2 separate regions of the Mus musculus genome follow, and region 1 is linked to region 2. The links are chromatin contacts, called in public promoter capture Hi-C maps. All regions are on one chromosome and are shown on one strand. Each heading gives the region's core, a stretch centred on a gene start, on an enhancer-like site or on the middle of the called end of the contact. The rest is flanking DNA. Distances are from core to core; before and after follow the strand shown.

The links. Promoter capture Hi-C pulls out the DNA fragments that hold promoters and counts their contacts.
Region 1: a contact with region 2 is called in a promoter capture Hi-C map of frontonasal cranial neural crest. The contact joins two enhancer-like sites. A contact is called at or near these places in 7 of 39 promoter capture datasets (the C10 cell line, the HPC-7 cell line, cranial neural crest and 4 more) and 1 of 115 datasets of contacts at active chromatin or transcription factors (embryonic stem cells).

Annotation. Positions count from the first base shown.
Region 1 is chr3:90,445,270-90,448,054 of GRCm38.p6, reverse strand. No RefSeq gene overlaps it. Among named protein-coding and RNA genes, the nearest start is that of Ints3, 13 kb to the right of the region's middle. Within about 2 kb of position 1,389, at least 284 of the 459 cell types and tissues checked have an H3K27ac peak or open chromatin away from gene starts, as enhancers often do.
Region 2 is chr3:90,173,109-90,176,131 of GRCm38.p6, reverse strand. Nup210l (nucleoporin 210-like) reads right to left here. Exons shown (of 40, transcript NM_029937.2): 22 at 1,675-1,802; 23 at 162-294. Among named protein-coding and RNA genes, the nearest start is that of Gm24185, 24 kb to the left of the region's middle. Within about 2 kb of position 1,676, at least 1 of the 459 cell types and tissues checked has an H3K27ac peak or open chromatin away from gene starts, as enhancers often do.

The sequences.
Region 1 (2,785 bases), core at 140-2,639, 270 kb before region 2:
GTGGGAGTTAGGACACTCCTCTTCCTTACACTCTCCCATGCTGGTATGGGCAAATCTGGATTTGCCCAGTGTCCTGCAACAGGGCTGGAAATGCCCTGCACTTGGCAGAATGTTTGCCTAGCATGTGAAGGCCCAGGCTCCAACTCTGACACTGCATAAGTTGGTCGAGTGTGGTGATCCAGGCCTCTAAGTCCACCATTCTGGAGAGGTAGAAATCTTTTTCTTTCCTTTTTTTTTTTTTTTTTTTTTTTTTTCCTCGATACAGGGTTTCTCTGTATAGCCCTAGCTGTCCTGGAACTCACTTTGTAGACCAGGCTGGCCTCTAACTCAGAAATCCACCTGCCTCTGCCTCCCAAGTGCTGGGATTAAAGGCATGCGCCACCACTGCCCGGCCAAAAATCTTTTTCAACTATCAAGTTTGGAGGATAATAACCAGTCAACGATAAATAAATAAATAAATAAATAAATAAATAAATAATAAGCAAGCAAAGTCTGAATCCTTCTTTCCCAAGTCACCTAACACCTTCCTAAACAATCAGGCAAGAATGTCAGGGAGAGGTGTAGCTTTGCTTCCCCCGCAGAGAAGGAAAGTGCCAGACATTTCTTCAGTACTATCCATCAAATGCAGACAGGCCTCTGCCCTGACCTCCACAGGCCTCTTCCTGGAGACTGGGCCAAGTAAACATGGAGGTAGGGTGGAACCCCAGGGGCGTAGAGATGTGGCTACCAGGCAGTCAGTACTCCCACATACACCAAAGGTGGCTTTGAAGGTCAGATGTGATTTACTGAGCGAGGGCGCTTATGAGGTCGGTGCTTGGATGAAAAGCTCAGGAGAAACATAAAGAAAGATGGTCGCCCTGGCAACCACAGCACGCTCAACTTTCTGTGGGCCCTGGTACCCATTTTAGCTCCCAAGCTCAATTCCACCTCCCAGGAACTGTAGACAGCCCCCTAATGAGAGGCTATGATGTAACTATGGGGACCTAGGAGGTGATACTCGGGCATGAGCCATCAGAGAGACTGGCTTTGGGGAAGAGAGACTGGGATGAGGTAGGGAAGGGGGTGGGGAGCTAGATGACTGCGGAGCTCCAGCAAGACAATTCTAGGAAACTGCCGGTCAGATCCTTCCGGGGCAGCCGGGCTCCAGCGGGCACTAGGAGGGGAGGGGATTGGGAGGGGGCCCAGTGGAGACGCCAAAGGAGTAGATTTCTGCAACCCCAGAACTTTCACTGGAACTGAGATTTCCTTCCGGAGTTAGGCCCCAGAAGCCAGGAAGAACTGGGAAAACCATTACTGAGGGGAAGGGGGCGGGAGAGGGTAAGCAAGACCGCCCCTCCCCCAAGCGGGGGGCTCCCGCCCATGTGGGAGGGGCTGTCTAGCCTCAGCGTTTCCTGGGTTGTCCAGCCCAGTGGGTTAGGAGGAGGGGTGGAGAAGGGCTGCAGGGTTTCCCTGGAGTGTGGTTTGTGTAATAACAAAAGCAACAATTGGCATTCGGCTGTGCCTTACAGTTGACAAAGGCTTTCACATACACTATCTCATCAGATCACATGACGCCCCTGACCGGGGAGGGAAGACCAAGCAAGCCAGTAGAGTAGGAAGGCGCAGCAGAGATCCAGCTGTGGGTAGGAGGACCCACAGCTCCAGCAAGGCCAGGACCTGGAAAAAACAGAGCTGACATAAGCAGACAAATATCCTCCCCCACTCCCAGCGGCTGTTTTCTCTATGTCAAAGAGCTCAGCTCCGGTAATTTTTCATAGTGGTACGTTTAATAATATTTCTGCAAAATAATTTATACCTTTAGGAACAGATCTATGAAATCTAATTAATGGCAGAGACCAATTTTGCGGCCTTAAAGACGTTTGTAAATTAAGACGAAGAAAATACTTTTAAATTAACCATTAAAAAATGCCTTTCAAGAAGATTTACTCTCTCTGGGTTGGAACGCAACTAAAATGAAGGATTGAGATGCTGATAAATTTGGTGTTGCACAAAATGGGAATGAGGAGGGTCACTAAGGAGGGCGGGCGGGCGTGAGACTACATTTGCTGGAGGACACAGCCCTGCTGTGTCACTAGCAGCAGGAGGAGTTTCCCCTTTAGGGACCTCCATTCAATAAAAACTAGATCCTTGACTACTCCACAAGAAAGAATTTCAAGATAAGCCAAAGGGAAGCAAAGTTAGTGAGCTTATTACGTAGAATTATATAAGAAAAGGACCATATGCAATCTGGTGGCCCAAGACATACAGGTGTGAGGCTACTGTTGGCTGTTTTTACAATGACTAGCCAGATGGCGGTGGCCCAGGTTTTTAATCCTAGCACTTGGCACTTGGGAGGCAGAGGCAGACAGATCTCTGGGTCATAGGTCAGGCCTAGTCTACAGAGTGAGTTCCAGAATAGCAGGAACTACACTGAGAAACCCTGTCACAAAAAAAAAAAAAAAAAAAAAAAAAAATGGCAAGACTGGAGCGATGGCTCAGCGGTTAAAGAGCACTGGCTGTTCTTCCAGAAAACCTGGGTTCAGTTCACAGCACCAACATAGCAGCTCACAACTGCCTGTAACGACAGTTCCAGGGCATCCAACACTCTCACATAGACATGCATGCAGGCAAAACACCAATGCACATAAAATAAAACTAAAGAAATAACTTTAAAAAAGAAAGAACTTTTTTAAATGTTTTTTTTTTCTTTTTTCTTTTGGTTTTTCAAGACACGGTTTCTCTGTATAGCCCTGGCTGTCCTGGAACTCACTCTGTAGACCAGGCTGGCCTCGAACTCAGAAATCCA
Region 2 (3,023 bases), core at 427-2,926:
GAGTTCGAGGCCAGCCTGGTCTACAGCATGAGTTACAGGACAGCCAGGGCTACACAGAGAAACCCTGTCCCAAAAAACAAAAACAAAAACACCAAAAAAACCAAAAACAAAACCAGGGAAGGCCAATGCTGTGACGTGAGGACATGAGGGACTTTACCCACCTCGATATGCCGAGGCGCTGATGTGAATTTCTTCCCCATTCTGTCTGTGGCAATGGCTACAAGTGTGGTTTGTCCAACAGTGACAGCACGGAGCATGTAGTTTTCAGAGTACTCATCCTGATCTTCCATTAATCTGCAAAGATCCATGTGGTACCAGTGAGAAAGATCTGGCAGTTGTCTGTCTGTTTCAGACAGCATCCCTCTATGCAGATCTGGCTGTCATGGAACTTACAGAGATCTGCCTTCCTCTGCCTCCTGGTGCTGGGATTAAAGGATTAATTAAAAATGCCACTAAGCCCTGCTGAGGTCAGGTTTTGAGAAGGATCAGTAATTCATCTTTCTAAGATGCTTAATGTATTTTAATTCTTGCTAAATGAACCTTCCAGAAAATGAATCTCCAGAGTCAAGACTAATTTCCTGCGATGACAACAAATTCCTGGGGAGCAGAACCTTTCTTCCAGGCAGAAAGGATTAAGTGTGATAAGAACAGCGACAGCATTGCGAGGACCAAATTCCCGAGCAGACAGAATCTCATAGAATCCAGGATGGCCTTGAACTCACACTCCTGTCTCCACCTCCCAAGGCTGGGATGGCAGGTGTAAGCCACTGTGCTCAGGGGATTCTTTTTTGTTTTTTTTTTAAGATTTATTTATTTATTTTATTTATATGAGTACACTGTTGCTCTCTTCAGACACGCCAGAAGAGGGCATCAGATCCCATTACAGAGAGTTGTGAGCCACCATGTGGTTGCTGAGAATTGAACTCAGGTCCTCTGAAGAGCAGCCAGTGCTTTTAACTGCTGAGCCATCTCTCCAGCCCCCTCAGGGAATTCTTGTATGCCTTCTTTTTTGAAGGAGACTATCAAGAAAGTTTGTTAGCAATTTTTGAAGGCCTTCCAGGTTAAGGCACTCCCAGAATATAACATCCAAGGAGAGTTTTAGAAAACAAAAACAGAAATGGCATATTTTAGTGCTTAAACTAAATGACATATTTTAGTGATTTAGGGATTTGAATGTTTTAATTTTAATATTTAATTTTATGCTTTTATTTTTCGTATTTGGTTTACATGCATGTCTGTGCATCACTTGTGTGTCTGGCCAGAAGAGGGTGTTGGATCTTCTGGAACTGGAGCTATAGACTGTAACAGGCTGTACACCGCCAAGCAAGTGCTGGAAATCAAACCCAGATCCTCTGGAAGAGCAGCCAGTGCTCTAACCACTGAGCAATCTCTCCAGCCCCATTATTTTAACTTTTGAGGGAGCCCTGTATAACTCAGTCTGGCCTTAAAATTGTGATATTTGAGTCTCAGCCTCCTGAGTGCTGGGGTTACGGGTGTGCACCACAGCACCCAGCCTAAATGAATACTTCCCAGGGACACTGACAGAGAACAGAGTATGTTCAAAGAAAACTACAGAAAGGACAGAAAACAATCTGACTAAACTAAGGGAAGCCGAGAGGCCACGAGGAGGGAGACTCTCATCGTAGGAGAGAAGAGGTACTGAGTGGCACTCACCTCAGGGTGACGATGGCAGATGCCAGCTGCAGCCTGACTTCCATGTTTCTGAAGTACTTGTTCCGGAAAGGGTGTTTGGACGAGCCAAGAACCCTCACAACCACTAACACGGTTTTACCGATCTCAACCTAGTAGTTGAAAAAAGCCAGCAAGTGACAGGTATCCGTTAAGTAAGGATGGCTACATTTTGAGGGGCAGACATTTCTGTGCATGCTGGATGTTCCTGGTATGCCTCTGGTCAACTTACCCCGAAGCTGTGTGTACTATGTCGTCCCCATCTTTCCCTCCCTCTTCATGGATTCCTTCACTCCTTTCTTTTTAATTACTTGAATTTACTTGAATGTATGTATGTATTTACTTGAATGTATGTGCACACCTGTATGCACCGTAGTGCCAGGGAGATGAGAGGACAATTTGCAGGAGTTATTCTCTTCTTTCACCTGTGAGTCTAGGTAACCTCAGGCTTGGCAGTAGGTACCCTTACCAGTGAGCCACCTAGCCATCCATCTCCTAGCCATCCATCTCTGCCTGTGTCTCCTCTTCTTCTGTGGCCCAGGCTGGCCTGAATCTCATTTAGAACAGGATGGTTTTGAACTCACAGAGATTTGCTTGACTCTACCACCTGCATTCAGGGATCTCTCTCTCTCTCTCTCTCTCTCTCTCTCTCCCTCTCTCTCTCTCTCTCTCTCATTAAGTCAGTGTCTAACCCTGTAGCCTAGGCTGGTCTGGATCTCACTGTGTGCCCCATGTTAGCTTCAAACTTATGGCAATCTTAGCCTCCTGAGTTCTGAGATTGTAGGAGTTAGCCTCTAGCCTTTTGGATTTTGTTGTTGCTTTGATAGGGTTTTGTATTCTAAAATAGCCTTGAACTCACTATTCAGTGGATGTCCTCACCTCCCGGGATTATAAACTTGCACCATTACACCTGGTGTATTGGTATGGAGAGTGAACCCAGGGCTTTATGCAGTCCAGGCAAGGACTCTATGGACTGACCTATATCCCCAGTCTTTTCTAGGATTTTACATTTTTATTTATTAGCCAGATAGTAGGGTACGTCATTAATCCCAAAATTTGGGAGATAGAGTCAGATAGATCTCTATGAATTCGAGGTCAGCCTGGTTTAAAGAGTGAGTTCTAGGATAGTCAGGCATACACATTAGAAATCCTATTTTGAATCCCCCATATGTATAGTTATAGGTATAGGTATAGGTATAGGTATAGGTATAGGTATAGGTATAGGTATAGGTATGCATGTGTGTGTATGTGTGTGTGTGTATATATATATATATATATATATATATATATATATATATAGAGAGAGAGAGAGAGAGAGAGAGAGAGAAAGAGAG